Regions from separate parts of the Mus musculus genome. Here regions 2 and 3 are each linked to region 1. The links are chromatin contacts, called in public HiChIP or PLAC-seq maps. All regions are on one chromosome and are shown on one strand. The core of a region is the stretch at or near the end of the contact, and the rest is flanking DNA. Distances in the headings are between cores, read along the strand shown. Region 1 holds the start of Ajuba (ajuba LIM protein). Region 2 holds the start of Lrp10 (low-density lipoprotein receptor-related protein 10). Region 3 holds the start of Acin1 (apoptotic chromatin condensation inducer 1).

Region 1 (4,591 bases), core at 1,042-3,541:
CCATGGCCAGGTTTCCTCAACAGGAGCAGGGAGGCAGGGCTACTTCCTTCTGGATGCTGGTCAAGTTATGGAGGGACTCAGACAGGTAAAACTTGGTAGTCATACGGAATAGGTGTAATGGTCTCAAGCGGGGTCACTGGTTTTGCCCTGATTTCCGGAAACTGGTGAAAACAGGCGGATAGGTACTGGCCTATTTTAAAAGGCCACCAGCACACACCTCACCATCAGGACTGGGGCGGGACCGGGCAGGACTTGAATCCTTGCTTTCCTATCAGGCTTCCCTATCAGGCTCCATTTCCCCGACAGCAGGCAAGACTGCGCGGGAGCTAGCAAACATCCCCCAACGCAAGCACACGCTCCCCACCCCTCCGCCTGGCGGGCGTCGCCCACGGCACCTGGAGCGCCAGGGCAGGAGTCGGCACGCACGCGGCCGCCCGCCCCGCCCCCCGCGCATTCCCCGAATTCCTACGGGTGGAGCAAGGAGCGGGTGGGGGCGCGGCACGCCGGAGCTTGCAGGAGCCCAGCCGCGAGGGGGGCGCGAGAGGATGCTCTCCTGGCCCCGCAGCGCCTCCTCCTCCTTCCGAGGCCTCCTACTGCGACAGGCCGTCGTGCCACGATGCTTGAGAAAAATGGGACTCCCGAGAAAAATCAAGAGTTGAATTTGTCAGGGATCATCAGCCTGGTTCCATTAGAAACCTGGCTGGACTGAGCAAGTGCTCTAGGGTCCGCCCTTTTCCATATTAGAAAAATCTGGGGTCTCCACCTGCAACTCCCGGCCCCAGCAATTTGTGCTGTCGGGGCGATGGGTAACCGCACACATTGACCGGTCTCTCGGTTCCCTAGCTTCTTCTTTCCTACTTACCAAAGTAATCTTCTCTGGCCTCTGGCTCCCGTATCCGTGATCGGGAGGCCTCTGGAACGAAGGGACCAGGAGACTCCTCCAGACCCGACGGCTCAATCCCCGAGGGTTCCCCGCGAGCACCCGCTTCTCGCCCACCGGTAGCCACGGTCAAACGCAGCAATGCTGTTAGCTCGTCCTGGTAACGGGCCCCCGCGGCGCAGTCCCCGTAGCCTGTAACCGAGTGTCGTCCGGGTTGCGCCCCACGTCTCTCCAAAGGACCCGCTGTTCCCACCACGGCTCCGGTTAGAGCTCCGGGGCTGCCCAGGGCCGGGGGGTACGAGTGACGGCTCTCCTGGCAGCCGAATCCCACGGACCGATGGGCACATAGTCGGTCCAGGGCAGCGTGGAGCTCCGGGTAGGCGGACGGAGCCCCTCCAGGGTAGCCCGCAGGAGCAGTGGTCAGCGGGAGGCCGAATAGGCACGGCCCCGCGGGCAGCGGGCTCCCGTGGCGCTGGTCGTAGCCCATGCTGATGCCGCTGGTCCGATTGCTGCACGGCCGGCTACCTCCGGCTCCGCTGGCCCCGGCTCCGTCCAGCAGCAGGCTGCCCCGGGGGCTAGATGGCTTGCTCGCATCGCTGGCCGAGCTACTGGCGAAGCTGGAGCGAGGGCTAAGGGCTGGAGCCGTGGTCTCCAGCCGAAAATCAGGAGGCGACGACAGAGGCAGAGGCAGGGCTCGAGTGGGCGGCGGCCCCCCGGGAAAGGACCCTTCGAAGCGCTGCGCTTCAAAGGAGCCGCGTGCGTTCCGCTCGGCGTCCAGGGGCCCTTGCTCCCTGGCCGGTTCCAAAGGTTCATCTCCAGGCCCCCCATTCGCTCCACGGTGTCCTGACTTCCTAGGTCCCCCCAACCCGCTTAAGCGTCCCTTGCCTGCTCCGGGGGTCCCATCAGACCCAGACCGGCTCGCTTCGCCCTTTCTGCGGCCGAACTTGGCGCTGCCGGAGTCCGAGAGTCTCAACTTTTCTAGCAGACGACTGGCTTTCTCCCCTAACCGTTCCATGCCCACGGATCTGGGGCCTGCAGCCCCCTCCTCGCCCGGCACGCTGCAGTGTTTCGGCCAGAGGCCGGGCTCGAGTTCCCCGGGGCTCGGATTCCTGGGATGCAAGTCACTCACGGGGGCTCAGCGAGCGGCCCAGGTGCCGGGTGCCCGCGATCCCGAAGCATGCCCCAGCGAGAGGGTCCGCGCGCGGCTGGCAGGGCCCACGGTAGCGGCTGTCCTCCGCAGGTCTGTCCACGCGTCCGCTCGCGCCACCGCCCGCCGGCCCGGCCCGCCCCCCTGGCTCTCACTTGCACGGACCCAACTTCTCCAAACTTTTGTCTGCCTGGCCGGATCTACTTTCCGGGAAGGGCGGAGCGCGGTGTGCACCCCGGGTTGAGGTGTCCGCGCAAGGATTTCCTGGGCATCACAAGCAGGGAACTGTGGAAGCTGCCTCCGAGGTGGAGAGCTGCAGACAGGACGTAAAAGGTCAAGGGGCAGATTGGGCAGCTGCGTCCACAAAATTCAAGAGTTTAGACTGGGGGAGGGGGAGTGAAAAGGAACTCTTTGTTTACAGTTGGAATGCGCGGAGGGGCACTGTGGAATGTATCCATCAACGTTGGGAAGAAAAGGGCTTGTTCTACAGAAATATCGTGATACTGTTCCTAGAGTGAGGACTGCGGGGGAGACGGTGAGAGATGTCACAGAAGTGATAAGACAGGGGGCCAACCGTAAGAGGAAGATGAAAGGTGGATATGTAGGAGGTCCAGAGACCCGTGTGTAAAGATAGCTCTGAGAGGCAAGGAGGCGCAGGCAAGAAGTGTGGGAGCTGCAAGACCAACGAATGCATAAAGCAGGGAAAGGACAAGTTGGTCCGGAGACTTGAGAGACAAACAGATAAGCTGCAATAAAAAAAGCACTTTCTAGCCCCATGATTCTCTGATGGTGGAGTGGGAGGATACGAGGTTTATGTGCTTATATGAAAAGAAGCGAGGAAAATAACAGGCTGATCCCTGTCGCTAGAGGGACAAGAGGAAGATTTAGTGTGTACATAAAAACACGGAGAAAGGTTTTGGACTAAGGCAACCCTAAGGGCAATAGAGCGAGACACGGGAAGAGACACCCCCTGGTGTTGAGAAGTGAAACTTTTAGCGAGCATTTTAGGTGGCTAGAGATCAAAAAGTGTGATTTTTTCAGGCAAGGTTACACTCTCCCAACTCCGACCCTCTCATGGCTTCCTCATAAGAGGCTGATGGCAGAGTGGACAGCCATTCTTAAGGGGAGTGGACTAGATAAATGTTGAGGGTGGAAAGGGGTAAGACGTAATAATGACCAATGATCAAGGAAAGACACGCTTGACTAAAACCAGAACCAGGCAGCTTTTGTTTTCTATCCAAAAATAACACCTCAGATGGTGAGAGATAGGAAATGGTGGGAAATTACTTTCTTTCCACCCACCCCCAAACGGGGTGGGGGTGGGGGTGGGGGTGGGGTTCCTCTGGGTAGTCCTGGCTGTCCTGGAACTCACTCTGTAGACCAGACTGGCCTATAACTCAGAGACCTGCCTGCCTCTGCCTCTCACGTGCTGGAATTAAAGGTCTGGGCCACCACATCTGGCTTCCTTTTTGTATTTAGGGTCTATGAAAATGACACGCACACAACTCATGCATATTATTTTCATTTGTATATTTTGAGAATCTTTTATAATTTTATATCCCTAGGGAGTGGGGAGGAGAAGGCAGGCATTGCGTACCTATTCACAGCACTGAGAAGTCTGAAGCCAGGAGAACAGATGGTTTGAGGTCGGTCTGGGTTATGTAGTGAGTTCTAGGACAGCCTGTGCTACATAAACCTTTCTCTCAAAACAAAAAGGCCAGGGATTCTGACACTGCAATTAACCCAGGCACTCAGGGAGGCACAGGCAAGATGATCTGTGAGTTCAGTGTCAGTCAGGGCTACGGGGCGTCCCCAAACCACACCAAAAGGACAAGGAAACTGACCTCTTTGTCTAAGTTGTATTTTAACTCAGAATTGATTTCTCTAGATAGCCAGTCTGTCCCTGGTCAAGACTACAGCTTTTCTCTGATCTCTAAATTTTCCTCTGAGGCTAAAAACATCAGTAACGAAGTAACCTGTCAGGTTGCAACCCATTGTGGGCAGCTTTTTCACAACTAGCATGAGGGTCCTGCCCAACCCCCACCCCTACCCCCTGATGCAAGGATGATTGAGGGTCTTCCAGGGATGTCTGAGGTCTCAGCACACCTCTAATATTTAGAAGTTTTGACTTTGGGGGTGAAGAGGAAAGTGACCCTGTTATTTAGTTTTTTGAGATGGGGTCTCTCTGTGTTATCCTAGAATGGTATGTAGAGCAGGCTGGCCCTGAATTCAGAGATTCTCCTGTCTCTGTCTCGCAAGTGCTGATTAAAGCTGTGTACCACCACCCTAGATGAAAGAGAAGAGGAAAACGTAAGAAAAGTTTTGAAGCTCCTAAAAAGGCCTACCCAAAGTCTGGCTTGGCTACAGTGGGCATAGCTGGGACGAACAGCTGGGGTAATAGGAAGCAGAAACTTCCTGTTAGAGGACAAAGAGGCGCCCTGATGGAGCACGCCCCACCCAGTAGGCTCATGCCCTCAGGGGAAGTCCAGCCTGGGGCTGGAGCTCCAGAAGCAGCCCTCTTTTATTTATTTTTGATCATATTTATATTTGTTTGTGTGTATCTG
Region 2 (4,591 bases), core at 1,234-3,733, 110 kb before region 1:
CCTCTACATGTACTTACACATGGCATGACATGACATGACATGACATGACATGACATGGCACACACACACACAGTCATACTCACATAAAAATAAATCTTGGAGCCGGGAGTGGTGGCGCACGCCTTTATTCCCAGCACTCGGGAGGCAGAGGCAGGAGGATTTCTGAGTTCGAGGCCAGCCTGGTCTACAAAGTGAGTGCCAGGACAGCCAGGGCTACACAGAGAAACCCTGTCTCGAAAAACCAAAATAAATAAATAAATAAATAAATCTTGGGGAGAAATAAGTTGGGAGTACATGGAAGAAATATGTACAGATAAGACAAATTTGCCAAAATTCTGAAAGGAGATGCTGAGAAAGTCAAGAGAAGCTGAGGAAGGAAGGAAGGAAGGAAGGAAGGAAGGAAGGAAGGAAGGAAGGAAGGAAGGAAGGAAGGAAGGAAGGAAGGAAGGAAGGAAGGAAGGAAGGAAGGGGGAGAACCTGAGTAGCTAGAGGTTAAGCTACCCAGCCACAGCTGAAACCAGGGCAGAGAGATAGCTCCTGCCCCACCCAAAGTTAAAGCAGGGGTGTAGGGCACATCCCGGATCCTCCTTCCTCCTCCTCATCCCAATCTTCCCCAAGAGCTGAGACTGCACTGAGATTATTCTGAAAGGGAACCTGGGAAATGTAGTTTGCAGAAAGTTGCGCAATAAATCTCAATACAGGTGACTAGTTGGCAGATAACCTCGTTCCTTATTTACAAACAGTCAAGTGTGTTTGTATTTGAGATAGGGCCTCATTGTGTAGTATTGGCTTGCCTGAAACTTACTAGGTAGACAAGACAGGTCTCAAACCCGTAAAGATCTACCTGCCTTGAACCCTTGAGTGCTGAAACTAAAGGTATACACCAACATGACCAGCTGTTTTTACATAAAATCTATCCTAGAAAGTAGTCAGGTGTTAAAATTCTTGTTCCAGCTGGACATGGTGACGGGTTTATGATGCCATCACTTGGAAGTAGAGGCAAGAGAACCAGGAGTTCAAAGCCAGCCTAGGATACAAGAGACCTCTCAAAAACAAACAAAGTCTTTGATCTGAGGATTCTAGAATCTACCATGTCATCTCTAGCAGCAGGGAGTCTGGTCCAGACAACTTGACTGAGTCTTGTTGTCTGAGTCTAGCTCTTTTATATGCCAAGAGTTTGATTTAGAAACAAGGTATCTCAACTATTTGTGACTCAGTTTCCAACACTGACTTCTCAGAGGTGTGGTCACCTTTCAGTGAGATAATATATGCAAAATGCTATGATTAATACCTAGCAGATGGTGAGTGATTCTCTAGAAGCACTGAAAATATTTGTTGACATTTATTTTAATCATTCATCCACACACACACACACAAGTTGCAATGTATGCCACAGCACACAGGTAGATGGCATTTATTCATGTTTCATATACACATCACAAGTAGCCTGATGATAAATTTAATCAAGTATTTTTAGCAATGCTGAAGATGAAACAAAGTTTTACTGTATGGAATTTCCCACCTGTGGCACTATGTTGGTGCTCAAATTGTTTAAAACAGTGGGAGCCATTCAGATTTGAATATTCAGATTTGGGGAAGGTATTACTAAACTTCTCCATGCCAGCACTTCCTTATCTGTAAAATGGAAGTAACCATAGACTACCTCACAGGACTGTTGACAAGAGGAACAAACATCTCGCTGTTAAATATTTACTATATGTATACTAAATGTACTTAGGTATAAGCCTGAAATGTGAAAAAAAATATTCAACTTGTTATTCTTTTGTAAATATTACCCACCTGTGCCACAGGAAACCGGAAACCCACAAAATTTAATAATACTACCCTGTAACTGAGAATAATTGTTGCTATCAGATAGAAACACCTCACTTCCTATGTCTGCCAACGTGCTTAGGGCTCAATCTACAATGTTACCCTAAATGTTCACAAGTACCATAGGAGGGAGTCACACTATCATGACCCTCAATTTTTACAGGACTGCTTGAACGGAGGAGTAATTTTCTCAAGTTCACGGATCCAGCAAGTGAAGCCATATTATGTCTTTACCATTCGTAGAGATCACTGCATCTCAGCAGGAGAGCAAGCAACACTCTTGGGACAAAGGTACCCAGTCTAGGCCCCAGCCTACAGGAAGTGTCAGTTTCCAAAGCTGAGGCGGGGGCGGGAGTGATGAATAAACATTGTAACAGATAATTATAATAGCGCCTGGTAATTGGTTCAGTAAAGGCTTACTACCAGAAGCGCTACGGGATCTAAGGCGCTGGGTGAAGAAAAAGTACTGAGGATTTAAGGGTCCAAAGACACGTAGCAGTTACGGCGGGAAAAGCAGACATCCTTTGACAAGACACATCTGAAAGATAACGCAGGCGGCAGCCAAAGGGCGATCCGGAGCGTGACGGCAAAAGCAACCCGGAAAGGAGCTGAGCGCAGGTGGGCGTGGCCGCGCGGTGACTGGCAGGGGTGGGGCCAAGCTGGCCGCGCCCCTCGTCGCCGGCTGCTGGGCTTCGGCCGGGGTCCGCTGGGGCACCGCGAGCTGTGCAAAGCCGCCGTCCCCTAAGGGCCGCGGGGACCGAGCCGCACGCCGGCTCGGGGACGGGCAGTCCACAAAGTTTGGTCCGCGGAGGACGCAGCGTCGAGCCCGGCAGGTGCGGCCGGGCCTGGCCGGGGCGCTCGCGGCCTTCCGGGCGAGCACCGCCGGGCACTGGTAAGGAGCGATCAACTCTGAAGTTAGCAAGAGGCGTCACGCCTGTTCCTCTCCGCCGTGCGTCCAGCCCTGGCACCCCGAGCCTGGGTCGCACCGGGGCTATGCAGCCCCCACCCGGCGAGGAGCTTCCTGCCAGGTAGACAAGAGGCGCCCCGGGACCCTGCCGGCACCCCTGTTCAACCCAGGATGCTATCGGCCCTCCCTCTTCTTTTCCTCCTCCTCGGTAAGAGTCCCCGCCCCGGTGTCACTGCCCGCCGTCCCGCGCCCTCCTTGGTGACCCACGACCCCTGCGACCGCCGCCCCGTCGAGCCTCGGCCTCCTCTCGGGCTGTCCCACACTGTCCCTCCCACTCACAGCCAGGGAAGGCGACCTTTCGGCGAGGTCACGCACCTCCTTCCGGCTCCTCTACCCCTTCCTATAAACTGTCCGGAAGTCTCAGATGGGCCTCCCCTTGGAGTTGCCCAGGTGAAGAAAACTTGACTCTCTCTGCTGCCCTTTCTCGATTCCCCCTCTAGGAGGTGCTCTGGCCCGCCCAGACCGGATCACTTTCCCACGTTCTGGTAAGTAAAGCGAGTTCCTAGGGTTCTGGGGCATGGGAATGAAGATGCACCCTAGAGAAAAGAATCTCTCCCCTGGATCCTGGAGTCTGCTGTAATTTTAGAATAGGTATCATCCATTACTTTACAGAAGGGGAAACTGAGGCTCAATGTGAACTGGCACCTGGTAGTTGTTAAGAACCATCTCGTTTTTTTATGTGTAATATCCGTGTTTTGTCTCCCTAGTTAGGGTAAGGTCTTCCTGAGAGTAGAAACAGTATTTCTCTGCCAACTGACCCTGTGGCTGGCACAAAGCCTACAGTAACATTACTTATAGTGTGAATACTTAAGATGAAGTATAAAGAATATGGAAAAGGAGTAGGGTTGTCAACTCCTATAATCCCAGCACTTGAGAGGCAGAGGAAGGAGAATCAGTTCAAGGCCAGCCTCAGCTATATAGTGACTTTGAGGATATCCTAGGTTACAAAAGGTTTTTGTTTTTAAACAAACAAACCAAAAAAAAAAAAAAATGGAGAGGGACCAGTTGGCTGTAACTGGTGGGTGGAGATTTTTGCCATCTTGAGGCATTCAGAGGGGAAGAAGAATATTAAAGAACTCTACCAGTGTCTCCCCCCCCTTCTCCCTCTAGCTTGTGAGGCGCCCCCAGCTGTGCTCTCAGAAGTACAAGGCACTTTACAGAGGCCTCTAGGCCGGGACAGCCGAAGCTCCCCTGCCAACTGCACCTGGGTTATCCTGGGCAGCAAGGATCAGACAGTAACTGTCAGGTGAGAAATAAGGCAAGTCCCCATTTCTCTCTACTGCCCCTTCCCTCTCCCTCTGAAAAAGCCTTTGATCACCTTTCTATGATATTACCATCCTTGTCAGCAGAAGAGAATTTGGTTTGTCTGGGTCTGCTGTAAAGGCTTAGCTATGGTGGATATTTAGCTTGGGGACTGTCCATCTCAAAAGGACTCTAGAAATTATTCTGGGTTCAGCTAGACTTGTGATGAGTCCCTGAATCATAGTGTGGCCTAGTTGTTAATCAACTTAGTCCCTTCCTCAGGGTTGGGACTGTATTACTAGCTCATTGGTGGAATGCTTGTGTGGAGTGTGCAGAAGTCCTGGGTTCAGTCTCTAGCAAAACAAACCTTCTCTGGGTCTGCCTTTCTGCATTGCACTACTCCATCCTTACTCTCCCCTCCCCCTTCCTCTCCTCTTCCCCTGTCCCTTTTCCCCTCCCCTCCCCCTCCCCCCTCTCTCTTCTCACATCCTCTCCCCTTATCTCTCCTCTCCTCTCCTCTCCTTTTTTTTTTAAAGATTTATTTATTTA
Region 3 (4,591 bases), core at 1,399-3,898, 110 kb after region 1:
CTCTGATTCAACTTTACAACAATAACAACAACAACAAAAACATTTATGCACAAACTCTTAGAAGAAAGTTTTTTTCCTAAGACAAACCGGCAGAGTAGTTATAAAACAATGACCTAAGTCAGACTACTCTTCCTATTACAGGTAAAGAAACAAAGGACTCCAAGTGTTAAGTATCTTGTCCTAAGTAATCAAAGTATTAAAGATGTTTAAGAGAAACTACAGATTGTTAAGCAGTTAGTCCTAGAACTAGGGGGTTACTAATAAGGTATCAAATTCTTTCAAATAAAACTGTATTTTTTAAATTCTTTTTCTTTTTTTAAACTCCATGTCTTTATACAAAATTGAGGTTGATTAGAATTCAACTGTCTGAGGGCTGGAGAGATGGCTCAATGGTTAAGAGGCCTGGCTGCTTTTATAGAGGACCCAGGTTCAATTCTGCACCCATATGGTGGCTCACGGCTGTCTGTAACTCCAGTTCCAGAGGATTTGACATCCTCTTCTGGCCTCTGTGGGGACCCTTTGGGAGGCAAATCACCCATACACATAAAATAAAAATAAACCTTAAAAAAAAAAAAAAGACATCAACTGTCTAGTGTGAGATCACTTGCAATAAAAATAGTTTAAGAAAATACTGCTTCTGATGACAAGGAAAACAACACCATGTCTTCCCATTTACTTACTATAGTCTCCAAATAGCCCATTCTATCTAAACAAACCTTTTCTCTTACCTGTGAATTTGGCTGGAATGCAGCATGGGGTGTTGAGTGTTTTTGTAAATTTTCTAGCATTAGAGCCTGGTATAAAGAAGAGCAAAAATCAGAAACCGGGAGGGGGAACAAAAACGCAATCCAGGTCTCTACCTCTCCCACAGCCTTCTCATTCAATTACTTAAATATACATTTATACTATATTCCTTTCACCGAGACTAAAAGCCCTTTATTAATACTGTTCTCATTCATCTTCATAAGTCTCTTAAAGGTAGCCATGGTTACTGCTCCCAAATGTAAAACACAGGCACACAAAGAATCAGTGACCTGGCTATGTCACAAAAATCAGCAAAAATGACAGAATCGGAACTAGAATCTCTATTATTGTCTGCAATTTTGACTAGGAGCCACTTCTAAATCCGGTAATACAGGCAAAAAAAAAATTCCAAGTACTCAGAACAAGTTTCAAATCACATAAAACCAACAAGAGGCTAATTTGGATTTGACTATTATTTGATTAGTTTTTCAGAACTACAACTACTTAACTGAACTTGCACAACTTCCAGCAGTGTAACACCCGGACAAATAAAATGTATTAAAAATTTCACAGGGAAACTAACCACAGACCTTGTAACCAGTGGTCTGACCTAATCCACACCCACCCACAAACTGTCAGCTTCGGGATAAGCAACGGTCTGTCAACTCAAACCCTGAACTGACCCAGAGTCCCCATCAGTATTACGAGTCACGTATGCTAATGAACTCTAATAACACTAGTTCAGCTCACCTTCTTTCCCTCCATTTACACCAAAGCGATACACAGTATGTGTACCTCCCGACAAGCTCACCCTCACTACTCAAACCGACACAAAATCCCCAGCCTAAAGTAATCTGTCTCACCTCTCGTACCAATAGCCACCAAATACTTATCCAGACTGCTGCTCGATTCCCTATAAATTAGACAGCCGTCTCTGACCAAGTCTTTCTATCAAGGTTTCCTTTCACTTAATCTAGTCGAGCGGACATTTTTTACCCTATCACAAATGTCCTATTGCAGACATAGACAGCAACCCCATCCGCCCAACTGTATCCCTAACTCGGACCCAGCCCTGCTCGCCCCCTTAAGGCCAGCCACACCGGTGGTTGTAGAGGGATTTAACTCCTTCTGCAGCGCATGCGCCGACAACACAGACACAAACAAGGAGGGGGTGGGGGAAGAAGGAAGGAGCTTAAGACACTCCGGGAGAGTAGCGCGCACCCTCCCATTTTGGGCTCGCGCCGCTGCCGTTAAGGCGGGAACCGGCGTTATCTCTATCCCAGCGCCAGCCACACCAACCACCGTGCGCGTGGATCTGCAGGCTCGCGCTGGCGGCCTGAGAGAGCTCGCGCCGAGCCCGGACACTGCGCCTGCGCCGCGGCGGAGACTCGTCTCTACCGGGTCCGCTCCCCTCCGACACCTCGGCAACGCTGACTTCTCACCCCTTTGAGCCGCTTGACCAGGGCACTCTTCTGCCCGCTCTTGGCTAGGCCTCGCTGCTCCAGTGCGGCCTTCAGGTCGGTCACCCGCAGAGCCTGAAGAGGCTTCCCGTCCAGAGTCACCTCCTCCAGCTCCGCCATCTTGCGTGAGGTACTCGGGTCCGTCCCGACGGCTTCGGGCATCTTCGGTAATTTCCGCCAACGCCCTTCGAACGGACCGGATTGGCCCCGCCCACTGCCATAGTCTACCCCTCTATTACCGCTCAGAATTCCCCGGGTTTCTCCGGAGCTGTTCGGTCGTTTCCGTCCCCACATCGGTACCAATCGGCTTTTTCCATCTACCTAGCGGCTGGCCCCTCCCATCTGGCTTTCAGGCTCGTTTGTTTTCGGCTTGCCGGGGCTTTGAATCGAATCTCTTCGGAAGCCCTCGAATCTGGCATACCCATAATCGGAGATATTCGGCTATCTCCGGACCTGGGGGCCGGGGCGCTGGGGCACTTGGGTATTTGGGGCTGGTTCCGGACCGGAAGTGCGTGGGTTACTGGGGGCTGGCTCTGCTTCGGGTTTTCAGGAAACATGGAAGAGGCTCGGAGAGTTGGAGCAGGAGCTGAAGGACTCTTGTGATCTCTGGGCGTCTTCCAAGGGGAAAAGGAAGGTAAGAGGAAAAGAAGTCTCTCCTAGGCCAGATGAGACTTGGTGTCTGCAGGTTTTTGGGGACCCCTCCTGCTTCCATCTTCTATATCCCGGCCATTCTGTGTAAGAAATACTTTGTCCTGTGGGGCTAAGGAATGAGAGACCTGCGGCTTCCTACGTGGGAAAAAGAAAAATCAGGTCTTTTGAGTTTATTAATGACAATAACCATGGAAGCCATGTAGCAAGACCCTGGGTTAAAAATTACCTTTCTCTGAAAAAGAGAAGTTTTAGGAGAAACTTCTCCCTGTAGAGCCACTTTGAAACTGGCAGTCACCCTGAACCGGGACTTAGAACTTACGTTTAGGGATTCTATTCTTTGTCGATACAAATCTTCCAACTTGAAGAGGTAGGAACAGCAGTAGTAATTACGGTCATAGAGAGGTGAAGGTTTTCGTTGTTGGAGAAACAAACTGTAGGACGGAAACATTTTGGAATAAGTTGGCTTACATTTGCACACATAATGCAAAGTCAGTGGCACTTGCAGGTATAAACCATTAAGGAAAACTGTTCAGAGATGTGCATCAATAGCACACTTTTTAGGCCAAGTCAAGAAAGCAAAGGCATTTTTTTTTTCAGAACCTGAAAAAAGTTAGTGTGGCTTCTGATTTTCTGCTACCTTATTTGAGACAAGACTTAGCCTGCTCTAAAGTTTACTGGTGTGGTACAGAATTTAATAAGGGGGTCATAGAACATAAATTTTTTAAAACAGATTTCAGAGACTGTGTACGCATTGCACAGAGGGTTCTTGCATCATGTCTCTCCAACACACACACACTTGTGTAACTGTGGAACAAACTGTTAGGGCCAGTTGCTTGTACCAAAGTTTAAAAAGCTGCACACTTTAATTTTAGAGAGAGAGCAAGCAAGATGTGTTTTCTGTGTGGGTTTTGATCATTTCTTTCTTTACTACCCAGGTTGCCTCAGCTGCTTGCCTTTCCTTATTATGTGTTTGGTTCTTTTCAAGACAGGGTTTCTCTGTGTAGCCCTAGCTGTGTTAGAACTCATTCTGTAGACCAGGCTGGCTATGAACTAGAGATTGCTTGTGAGTGCCTCCCAAGTGCTGGGATTAAGGGCTTCCCCACCATCTGGCTTGTTTTTATTATTTTGTGTATATGTGTGTCTGTCTATGGGTATGTGCCTGTCTCACAGAGTTCAAAGTTCAGATCAGGAGCTGAAGCTACAGGTGGTTTCAGGTCACTTGATGCACGGGTTCTGGAGAGTAGAAAGTGAATCGCTAGCATCACAGAAGTGCTGTGGTGACACTTCACAGTTCAGACTGACTATAAAATCAGAAGGGATGTGGGGAGAGAGACTATAGGTAGGTGGCATGCCTGCAGTCTGTAACACCAACAACACTTCAAGGCTGAGGCAGGAGAATCTTGAATTTGAGGCCTGCGAGATTTTTCTCTAAGACTCGAGGTAACTGAAAATAATTACTCTTCTCTTGGTACAGGAACCTCTGCCCCCAAATCATTCAAACCAAGACGTTCAGGTGTCTGTCACCTATGAAATTGCCAAGGCCATCAAGGCTGTGTGTACTTAGAAAGCCATCCAGCATCTAAAAGGTGTCCCTTTAAAGAAGCAGTGTGTGATTTGTAGGTAGTATAGCAGTAGAGTTGTTAAGTGTGCCAACAATAAGCAGTAGGTCTAGACATATGACTGGTGGAAGAGTGTTGGATTTTTGCTATCCATGCTTGAAAATGCTGAACTTCCAG

What was found. HiChIP or PLAC-seq counts read pairs in DNA pulled down with a chosen protein or histone mark.
Region 2: an H3K4me3 HiChIP or PLAC-seq map of embryonic stem cells shows a contact between it and region 1, with 31 read pairs. The contact joins the promoter of Lrp10 here to the promoter of Ajuba in region 1. A contact is called at or near these places in 12 of 39 promoter capture datasets (the 3T3-L1 cell line, 3T3-L1-derived adipocytes, the HPC-7 cell line and 9 more), 1 of 15 datasets of contacts at CTCF or cohesin (CD8 T cells), 10 of 484 Hi-C or Micro-C datasets (double positive thymocytes, effector CD8 T cells, embryonic fibroblasts and 5 more), 13 of 115 datasets of contacts at active chromatin or transcription factors (bone marrow-derived macrophages, effector CD8 T cells, embryonic stem cells and 8 more) and 3 of 9 other capture datasets (adipose tissue, liver and pancreatic islet).
Region 3: a contact with region 1 is called in an H3K27ac HiChIP or PLAC-seq map of trophoblast stem cells, with 38 read pairs. The contact joins the promoter of Acin1 here to the promoter of Ajuba in region 1. A contact is called at or near these places in 8 of 39 promoter capture datasets (3T3-L1-derived adipocytes, embryonic stem cells, hematopoietic stem and progenitor cells and 4 more), 21 of 484 Hi-C or Micro-C datasets (B cells, the Ba/F3 cell line, the G1E-ER4 cell line and 11 more), 11 of 115 datasets of contacts at active chromatin or transcription factors (the 230-238 cell line, the SCID.adh cell line, effector CD8 T cells and 6 more) and 3 of 9 other capture datasets (adipose tissue, liver and pancreatic islet).

What each region holds. Positions count from the first base shown.
Region 1 is chr14:54,575,370-54,579,960 of GRCm38.p6, forward strand. It overlaps Ajuba (ajuba LIM protein), which reads right to left and starts at 2,292. Exons shown (of 8, transcript NM_010590.5): 1 at 863-2,292. The coding sequence starts at 1,895.
Region 2 is chr14:54,461,664-54,466,254 of GRCm38.p6, forward strand. Lrp10 (low-density lipoprotein receptor-related protein 10) reads left to right here and starts at 2,484. Exons shown (of 7, transcript NM_022993.3): 1 at 2,484-2,948; 2 at 3,241-3,285; 3 at 3,911-4,046. The coding sequence starts at 2,912.
Region 3 is chr14:54,684,283-54,688,873 of GRCm38.p6, forward strand. Acin1 (apoptotic chromatin condensation inducer 1) reads right to left here and starts at 2,649. Exons shown (of 19, transcript NM_023190.3): 1 at 2,187-2,649; 2 at 729-794. The coding sequence starts at 2,498. 1700123O20Rik (RIKEN cDNA 1700123O20 gene) reads left to right here and starts at 1,889. Exons shown (of 2, transcript NM_021437.2): 1 at 1,889-2,838.